Regions from separate parts of the Macaca mulatta genome. Here region 2 is linked to region 1. A link is a contact called in public Hi-C data. All regions are on one chromosome and are shown on one strand. The core of a region is the stretch at or near the end of the contact, and the rest is flanking DNA. Distances in the headings are between cores, read along the strand shown.

Evidence for each region. Hi-C and Micro-C count contacts between places; a contact is called where the count stands out from the background.
Region 2: a Hi-C map of fetal cortex germinal zone shows a contact between it and region 1, with 4 times the contacts expected there. The contact joins the promoter of PSMC6 here to the promoter of TXNDC16 in region 1. A contact is called at or near these places in 3 of 14 Hi-C or Micro-C datasets (fetal cortex germinal zone, fetal cortical plate and liver).

Annotation. Positions count from the first base shown.
Region 1 is chr7:125,680,328-125,685,412 of T2T-MMU8v2.0, reverse strand. It overlaps TXNDC16 (thioredoxin domain containing 16), which reads left to right and starts at 2,409. Exons shown (of 21, transcript XM_015143696.3): 1 at 2,409-2,598. It overlaps GPR137C (G protein-coupled receptor 137C), which reads right to left and starts at 2,077. Exons shown (of 7, transcript XM_077941031.1): 1 at 1,322-2,077. The coding sequence starts at 1,765.
Region 2 is chr7:125,827,314-125,832,398 of T2T-MMU8v2.0, reverse strand. PSMC6 (proteasome 26S subunit, ATPase 6) reads right to left here and starts at 2,781. Exons shown (of 14, transcript XM_028851551.2): 1 at 2,373-2,781; 2 at 1,495-1,574; 3 at 1,362-1,401; 4 at 1,073-1,125. The coding sequence starts at 2,766.

The DNA of each region.
Region 1 (5,085 bases), core at 1,160-3,659:
ACTTTCAAAGGATGGAGAAGGAAAATAATAAAAGTTAAATTAGTTTTGTTGTTTTCAACTATTGTTTTTAGTGTGCTAAATAGTTGACGTTATGACTGACTTTAAAATTATGCATTCTACTTCCTATTTATTAAACGAGAAAAGAGTTGGTTTATGTAGGAAATATAAACACTTAATCTATGTCATTTTAAAAAAAATTTTTGCTTGGAACTATATTAATTCCATCACCTCCAAAAAAGCCTTTGAGAGGATTAGCTGCATAGGCCAATATTATTCTATATTAGTCTGTATTAAGCATATGATGTCACCTTGCTTCCTCCCCTCCTCAAGCTTTTCTTTTGGTGGGAAGGAGGACTTTCTTGGGGGAAATTCTCAAAATATTATGGCTTAAATACCACAAGCTGACACACATGATTGACAATCTTACACTCCCAAACCTGTTTGAAATGGGTCAAATACCTAAGCGCTGCAGAACAATGCAATCCAACCAGCAATTCCCCATAAAAGAGAAAGGGGGTGTGATTAGGTTCCAGATATTAAGCAAGTTATTGCAAAAACAGTTTGGTGGTTTTGTTTCTGCAATAGGGACAGGTTGAGCTAGTATTTTTTTCTCTTAATAAGGTCCAAAAAAGACTATGCTATAGGAGGTAGGATAAACCACTAAAGCATGAAGCAACTGGGACAAACATTAAGGGCTTTATGGAGGTCCTTATCCTGATCCTCAGCATTGGTTATTGATCATCAACCCTGCTGGGGAACTATCGAACGAAATTTGCGTGAGGCTTATCGAGCCACAGGAAAGGAGATGCAGGAGGGAATATAAGCTTCTAATAAAAGAAACGCAGCAACAATAGCAGAGGAACAGCTCTGCCTGGTGACGTAATGGCTGGCAGCAGTCCAGCTTCAGCAGAGCTGCTGCTACCTCAGCATCCAACCTCCCTCAACACAGTCCGGCTTCGGCAGAGCCACCGGGGCTGCTACTTCTTGAGATGCCACTTTGTTGGTGCCACCAACGCCTTACCTCAGAGGGCCAGAACACCAAACAAAGGGTTCGTTCCGTTGCTGTTTTAAGTTGTCAGACACACACACTCTCACTCACTCACCCCCTAGCCCCGGACCCCTCAGTAATCGAGCCAATCAGCCACTTAAGTTTAGGACGAAAACACTGGCTCACACTCCAGGTGTGCCTCAGTTTCCCCAGGCTGGTTTCCAGTCCGCCTCTAGCTGCCCACCCCCCCGCCCCCGCTGGTCCTCAGCGGGAGTTGATCCCAGCGGCCCCGCGTACCCGCCCGGGCCCCGCATGCCGGCCCTCCTGCCTTACCTCCGCCAGGTAGAGGTTGAGGAGACAGAGCGTGGAGAACTGGAGACAGGAGGGGAAGCAGTAGAGCAGCCAGTGGGGGAAGAAGTGCAGGTGAGCGGGCGGCCGGAGCAAGGGCAGGGAGCCGCTGAGCGAGAAGGCGGCAGAGAAGAGGGTGGTCCTGAGCGCTGCCCACAGGAGACAGAGGAAGAGGCAGAGGCTCTGGTAACTCAGCCGCCGCTCGCGGTACAGGAGCAGCCGCCACAGCTGCAGGTAGGCAAAGGCGAACAGCGCGGCGTAGAGCAGGGCGTGCAGGACGCTCAGCGCCAATTGCACGGAGCCCGGCACCGCGGCGCCTGAGGCGGCAGCGACGGCGCCTCCGCCTCCGCCGCCCCCGCCGGGCGTGGAGGGCTCGCGGCCGGCCGCGGGGGCCGCAGCGGCCGCCGGACCCGGCACGGACACCCTCATGAGGGGGCTGGGGGCCGGGCGAGCGAGCGCGGGAAGGAAGGGGCTGGATTCGGAGCCGCCGTCGAAGGGGAGAAGGACTGCCCCCTTACCCCCCACCCACCCCAGCCTCTAACCCCAGGAAGCGCCGTGACGGGACCCGGAGTCCCGCGCAGAGCAGCCGCTGCTCCCCCCGACCCCGCCTCCTCTTTCCCCCCACCCCTCGGGGGTCTCGGCTCCTCCTGCTGCGGCTCGGCTCCGTAGCTGCAAAAAACAACTCTCGGCTGGAGACAATCAGCTGAGAAACCCGAGCATTTGAGGCGCTCGCTCCGCACTGTGGGCTCGCGCCGATTGGCCCGGCTAGGCACGCCCCCTGAGCGCCGTGCTCGGAAGGCCACGGGCCGCCGTACCCGTCGCTCGAGGGCCCCGAAATCTGATTGGGGGCTTAATTTTCCTACTTTCTCCCTCCCCTGTACTTCCCACCCACGCTGCTGATTGGACCTGCTACTGCACCGCCCGTTCGCGCCGGCGGGAGGACTCTGTAATCGTCTGTCACTCTCGCTCCGCCCACCGCGCTTCCCATTGGTTAGAGAATGCCTCACGTAGGGAGCACGAGGAGAAGGAGGAGCTTCGCAGGTTGTTTTTTGTCCGGGAGGCCGACTCTGTCGAGTCGGTGGCGGCCGCAGGCTGGGAAGGAGCGGTGCTACGCCTTAGCAGGTTGGCGAAGTGGTTCCAGGCTACCCGGCTAGTCTGGCACGGCCCGGCCTTCTGCCTCCTACTCCGTCGCGTGGCGGCGGGAACTGTTGGCCGCGCGGCCTCAGGAACGGCCTAGGTCCCCGTCCGCAGGTCCCGGGCAGGTAGGTGGCAGCGCCGGTCCTTCAGGCTGTGGGCTCTGCCTGCAGACCCGGGGATTCAGACGAAGCGGCTTTCTGTAGCCAGGGCTGCACTGCAGAGCTCCGGAGTCTGACTTAGGACACCCGCCTCTGGGGCACTGAAGGGCCTCACCTGGAGCCTCCTGAGGGCGTTTTACCTTCTGTTTTCGCTGTATGAACGGCGGGAAACACCGGAGCCCTTTGTGGGTCAAGGGGATGGAAAGGGGCAACGGGGAGAACCGGAGCTCTTAAGTGAAAGACACTTCCCTCCCAAGGGATATGTCTCTTAAGAAGGAGTAATAGTAGTGTCAGATGGATGTTGAAGCGATCTGTGAGCAGGGGGAAGCTCGTTCTTTCAAACGTAGAATTTGGGAAGATGCTCTGGGCTTCAGTTTTGGGAAAAAGGCAGAAACAGACTTGTTAGTCTGATGATTGCCTGGAGAGGAAGTAGAATATTCTGTACTGTTTAAATTCCACATGTATTGAAGCCCTTGGACCTGTGTATGGTAGATGGTGGCGCTATTCCTGGGGCTGAGAGAAAATACATGCTATGTTACTGCTGTAAAGAAGCGAGGAATAATCACATAGACTAATGTATATTAGGCCGGCACATAGTTGTTGATTTTTTTTTTCCTATTTGGGAATAAAATTAGCAAGTAGTGCAAAATTAAGAGGAAATAATTTGTTTTCTTTAGAATATACAGCACATTACGAATTCAATATCCTTGTGAAAGACATTGCCACGTCTATTGGAGCAACCAAGACCCAGCTTTCCTTACCTCACCATCCTTTGTCCTATGCTTTTTTGTTTTTCTTTTTTCGTGCAGGGTCTCGCTCTGTCACCCAGGCTGTAGTGACAGTTCACTGCAAACCTCCACCTCCTGGGCACAAGCAATCCTCCCACCTCAGCCTCCCAAGTAACTGGGACTACAGGTACTGGCGCCACCATGCCCGGCTGATTTTTTTTTTTTTTTTTTTTTTTTGGGAGAGACGAGGTTTCACTGTATTGTCCAGGCTGGCCTTTGTCGTATGCTTTGCCCAAGAAGAGTGGTGCTCTCTTTTTTTCCTAGCTAAATATTCCACAGGGAACTTTAAAGTCTATTTTTTAGAGTCTGGGATAGTCGTTTGTCCAGGTACCAGATACTAGTGTGGTTCGAGTTCCTTAGAGGTTTGCTGACAAACTGTAGTAGTAGATGTACAGGCCCCGCACTGTTACCTAGACATCCCTCAGATGAAACGTTCAGTTGAGCAGGTAGAGAGTGCAGTGTATGAGAGGGTACGGCTTGCTCTAAGAAGTTAATAGGCCTAATCCAACATCTGTGCTTTGGAGCAGGATTTTGTTTATTGGAACGTAAGAACTTCATCTCATGTGTTTTTAGAGAATGTGGTTAGGGCAGGACACAAGTCTCTTCAAATAGGAGACAGGATGCTCATGACAGCAGTGATGTAATTGATTGCAGTAATGTGCTTAATCATTTAAGCATAAAATCAGAGTTGTGTGGTTTTAGGCACTTGTCAAAATCAAGGGCACCGCATATTCTCTGCCATGGCCTATTTGCATCTTCCATAATCATTGATGTGCACATTTCAAGTCATCAATAGACTTTTACTATAAAAGTGTTTTTCTCCTGTATTCTCTGCTCAAAGTGATAGTAAACATCTGGATGGTACCTATACTAATTTTAGGTCTTTGTCTGTGAGACTTACCTGCCACCTGCCATGTGTCAGTAAAAGCAAATCTGGATAGCCTCCTCCTTTCTTCTTTTTTGGGGGATGGGAGTGTGTGTATAGAGTTGCGGGGTGAGGGTGCAGGTAGAGGATTTTTCTCCCAACTGCTTTGAAAAGGCTCTAAAGGGGAGAGATGTTGACCCCTTTTATTGCCTCCTTGGATCTGAAATGATAAACTGTGTTGAGATCTAATCAACATTTTATTTGAGGCTGGTTCAGTGAGCAGGTTCTGTTCTCCAGTAGCAGCATTAAACTAAGCAAGCTGACTTCAGACAGAATGTTCTTAGGCGTGAACTTTGTAAGCATTATATGCTCCATTTGTTGCAAAATAGGAAGTGTGTCTTTTTCCTGAGTATGATGGCCACAGATGTTGATACAATTTATTTAATAGTTATAGTTGTTAATTTCCTTCTTTTCTGAGAGGGAAAGCCATTAATTTTATGGTTAATCATAAGGGAATATTAGGCCTATAAAGGGGGAACTAACCAAGGGTTTCCTAGAAAAGCTTGGTGTCAGTTATTCTAAAATTTAAATGTGTCCAAATGCATAAAGATTTAATATTGTTGTTCTGAGAGGACAGATGACCCTAACATAGTAGTCTTTCAACCATTTAAAAGCAGAACTGTTTGGGTCGGGCACGGTGGCTCACGCCTGTAATCCCAGCACTTTGGGAGGCCGAGGCGGGCAGATCATGAGGTCAGGAGATCAAGACCACCCTGGCTAACACGGTGAAACCTTGTCTCT
Region 2 (5,085 bases), core at 1,532-4,031, 150 kb before region 1:
ACATAAAAACCCCTTGTCAGTTTAGGTATCTAATATTTTGACTTAGAAAATGTCAACCACGGCCGGGCGCGGTGGCTCAAGCCTGTAATCCCAGCACTTTGGGAGGCCGAGGCGGGTGGATCACGAGGTCAGGAGATCGAGACTATCCTGGCTAACATGGTGAAACCCCGTCTCTACTAAAAAGTACAAAAAACTAGCCGGGCGTGGTGGCGGGCGCCTGTAGTCTCAGCTACTTGGGAGGCTGAGGCGGGAGAATGGCGTGAACCCGGGAGGCGGAGCTTGCAGTGAGCCGAGATCACGCCACTGCACTCCAGCCTGGGAGACACAGCGAGACTCCGTCTCAAAAAAAAAAAAAAAAAAAAAAAAAAAAGAAAATGTCAACCACTTATATACTAGGCAAAATCCTAATATGAGATTTAGTTTCTGGATTAAATTATATTTTACAGCCATGTTCTGTGAACGTTTTAAAACCTGAACCTGAAATGACAATAAAACAGAGAAAGCTCTTCCAATGAATTTAAAAGAATTCTCTATCTAAGGGCACTTTCTAAAGAATAGTACATAAATTGATTTCAGACACTACTGAATGACTTGAGGTCATTTGTTGGCATCGTTGATAACTATAAAATAAAATTGAGAATTATTTCAACTTGCCCTACCCTAATCCAAATGACCTTATACAAAATTAACCTAGGCCATGGTACAGTCCATAAGTAACAGTTCTGAATGTCTAAATATAAACACAGGTAGCGGATGGTATCTAACACTTGTAAGTCCTCTTTAAAAACGACATTAAAATGTCTATTTTCCAGTTCTAAAATACTTTTATTTCTAAGTGGCTATTAATAGATCTCACTGAGACAATGTAATACAGTAGCAAGTACAGAATGCTAGGAGTCAAAGCCCATGGTTTGAATTCAGGCTTTGTTAATAACTAGCTATGTCTGAACAAATCATCCTTGTGAGTTATGGGAATAAATGCCCGACCTGCTTGCCTCAAGAATTAGAGACAATAACTTACATGAAACTACTTTTGTCAATCATCAGGCCCTATACAAATATAAAGTCTTACCTGTCGACGACAACCCACAACATATCTTGGTCCATTGGTAGCTTTAACAATGACTAGAAGAAAAAACATAAAAGAACTAATTGAAAAATAGAAAGTAAAAAAATACATATCCACGTTGATAGAGGGTTTAGTTGTATTTCTGTCCTCCAAGAAGACATTAGTTGAAGGAAAACTTAAGTCTATGCAAAAATACTATCTCTCTGCATTATTGTCATTAAAATAGTAAGCATTTCAAAAGTTAGAGAGAGGTGGGCTATTTCTTTACTAATTAATGAGTTAATTCACTCACATTTTTCTTCAGTTAACTGTTTAAGCACTTCACCCACAATCTAAGGAAGAAAATAAAAAGCATTACTTTTTGGCAACAGCTAAATAAAAAAGCAAATTACCATGACCCCTATTCCCCAAACTCCATTACCTACCTGCCCGACACTTTGTAGGGCCTTCAGATCATTCTCAGACTTTTCGTACTGCTTGGTAAGTTCTTTTAATTGTTCCCTTACTGAAATAATACAATTTGAACATTTATAATTGAACAGTAATCTTAGTGTGTTTAAGTGGCTACTTCTCACTTTACTGTTTACGTAAGTCTATTTCACTTTACCTAAGTTTCCCATCCACTATTTCAAACCATACAAGACATAATGCTGTTTGTAATGAGTAGGTGGCATGTATAACAACAAAATGTTACAGAGAAAGCACCATATTTTTATTTTCTTGATTGGCAATACTTGTTTAAGCACATCTTAAGTTATATTCTTAACAGATATTGACACCCTGACACACTTAGCATTTGCGACTACAAATCCGAATGATAATCAGACCCTTCCTCACCTCTTCACCTACCCACTTGGATTATTCTCTGATATTCTACCCTAAATAAAGTCAACAAATGCAGTTCTCCACAGAATCATTTAATTATGGTCCTCCTTCATTTAATTAAACCACTCATGCATTTCAATGAAAATGAAAAAAAAGTTAAGCACTCAGGAGGTAAGGGAAATTTGTATGCCTGATACAGTACAACACGAAACACGACAAAAGACGATATGGGTTATTATGACAACTGGAACACTTCTCTCCAAAGCTCCGCGGCCGTCTTTCGACTCCAAGAACAAGCCGACTCCCTGAGTCTCATCTCTTGTTTGAGCTTGCTTGACTCAAGCGCCTTTCCCTCTTCAAGTCCCGGGACTCCACCAGCACTACCCTCCTTGCACCCTAACCTGGGAAACATCCTCGGCCCACTTCCCCGCTCCTCCTCTACTTCTTTTTCATTTCCACCTCAAGGCCGTTCTGTCACCTGGGCTGAACTGGTCCTTTTCTACACGCGAAGGAGTGCTGCTCCACAAGCTCAGGGCCGGATGACAAAGCGCCTTGTCCCTCACCGAGGCCTGGTCATCTCTAAGGCTCGGTTGCTGGGCTCGGCCAAAGGCTTCTACTTTGTCAGAGGCAGAAGCGAATCGAGGCACTTGATTACATGGAAAGAAAGGTGCACTCACACTCCTTAAGACGGCCGTCGATCTCCTTGTGCTCAAGCAGCTTCTTGCGGTAGTCCTGAAGCGCCTTATCTCTAGGGTCCGCCATGATGAGAAGCCGTCTCTCATAGGGGATGCCGGGAATGGCCATGGCCGTCCGGGCGGGGGAAGGGGCGGGGCGAGGGACGAAACCCGGCCTGGAGGGGTGGGTTCGCCCATGAACCCGCCCCTTCCGGTTGGCCCCGCCTTTCTACTCCACTTCCACCTCTATGTCTCGGTTCACCTAGAGCGCCGACATACACTGAAAGAGGACTACGCCCACACCGTTTCCGGCAGGCCGAGATGGGTAAAGCAGGACTCAGTTATCTCGGTCTTCCCCTTAGAGGCCTCAGTATTAAGTCACTGCTGTCCCGGAAGTATAAAAGGCTCTGTAATAAACTGAGATGGAAGTTAAGTAGGGAATGTGTAATACCTCAAAAGAGTTCCGATGATGGCCTGTTGACACAACACAGATGGCCTTTGGTATAATACCAAAGACCTCCACGTGCTGGAGAAGTAGGCAGTTTTATCCATCCATTCAGTCAGTGAATGAGGTCTTAAAGGTAGATCTACTTATCATTTGGTGGGAAATTTTAAAAAAATCAGAGTTTAACAAATACTATGAAGGAATTAAAACACGGTAAGAAGTATGGTGGGAAGAATTAATCTAGAACAGATGTCTCAGATGAGAAGGAGCCAGCCTCGCAACAACTGAAGAAAACCTAAACAGTGCAAGTCCTGGAGTGGGGTGGGGCGGGGTGGGTAGAAAGCTTGGCTCACTTCCAGGAACAGAAAGGAGGCCAATGAGACCAGTAGGGGGTGGGTTGTAGAGATGTAGGGTACAAGATAAAGATGCTGAAGTAGGCTGAGGCAGGAACTTTGAAGTCTGAGAGAACTTTCAGATTTATTTGTTTATTTTTGAGATGAAGTCTCGCTCCAGCCGCACAGGCTGGAGTGCGGTGGCGCGATCTCGGCGCACTGCAACCTCCACCTCCCAGGTTCAAGCAATTCTCCTTCCTCAGCCTCTGGAGTAGCTGGGATTACAGGCCTGCGCCACCACGCCCAGCTAATTTTTGTATTTTTAGTAGAGAGGGGTTTTCGTCATGTTGGCCAGGCTGGTCTCGAAATCCTGACTTCAGGTGATCCACCCTCCTCATCCTCCCTTAGTGCTAGGATTACAGGTGTGAGCCACTGTGCCCGGCCAGTTTTTTATTGTTTTTTTTTTGTTTTTTTTTTTAACTATGCCTTGCTCTGTCACCCAAGCTGGAGTGCAGTGGCACAATCTCGGCTCACTGCAACCTCTGCCTCCCCAGTTCAAGCAATTGTCATGCCTCACCCTCTTGAGAAGCTGGGATTACAGGCGCCCACCAGCATTCTGGGCTCATTTTTGTATTTTCAGTAGGGATGGGGTTTCACCATATTGGCCAGGCTGGTCTCGAACTCCTGACCTCAAGTGATCCACCCGCCTCGGCCTTCCAAAGTGCTGGGATTACAGGCGTGAGCCACCATGCCTGGTCAACTTTCAGATTTTGTGATTTGGGGAAAATTACAGACTGCCTCAATATCTCTGTAAAATGATCATAATAGTTGCACTTTTCTAATAGGGTCATGGTATTAAATAGGATAATATGCCTAAACACAACGTCTGCTGCATAGTAAGTACTCAATAGTGTTCTTTTGAATACATATTTATTTTAAGGGTATTAATGACTCCCATTTTTGCAGTACAGTTCCTCGTTGCTATACCTCTTGCCATCATTGTTCCTGGGGACAATTAATTGTTGTCCAAAAAAAATGAGTAAAATTCTCCAAATGGATTCTGTTTGGTATATCCAATGGCCATGAATGTTTGAGTTTAAATATGTATATCCTAAATATACAAATAAAGTACAAATTTATGTAAATTAATGACCCAAAGTCACGTAAAGGATGCCTTCAAATTTATTAGGAACAATTCTCATGGGTATTGTGTGAATATTCCATTCTATTTTTCTTTTCTTTTTTTTTTTTTTTTTTTTTTTAAGATGAGTCTTGCTCTGTCGCCAGGCTGGAGTACAGTGGCGTGATCTCGGCTCACTGCAACCTCCATCTCCCGGGTTCAAGTGATTCTCCTGCCTCAGCCTCCTGAGTAGCTGGGATTACAGGCATGCACCACCATGCCTGGCTAATTTTTGTATTTTTAGTAGAGACGGGATTTCACCATGTTGGTCAGGCTGGTCTTGATCTCCTGATCTCATGATCCACCCACCTCAGCCTCCCAAAGTGCTGGGATTACAGGCGTGAGCCACCGTATTCTGCCAATTTTTCTAAATATGACTGGGTTCTTGCAGCATACAATGAACCAAGAAGCTGTATTGGGCAGAGATAGTCCCTTCTCCCACTCAGTTGCAACTACTCTGGTCAAACTAGTCCATCCATACCAAATTTGTAACGTCTGACATCAAGAAGTAAAGAAGAGAGGACAAGGCAGAGAAAGAAAGATAGTTCAGTTTAGCTCAA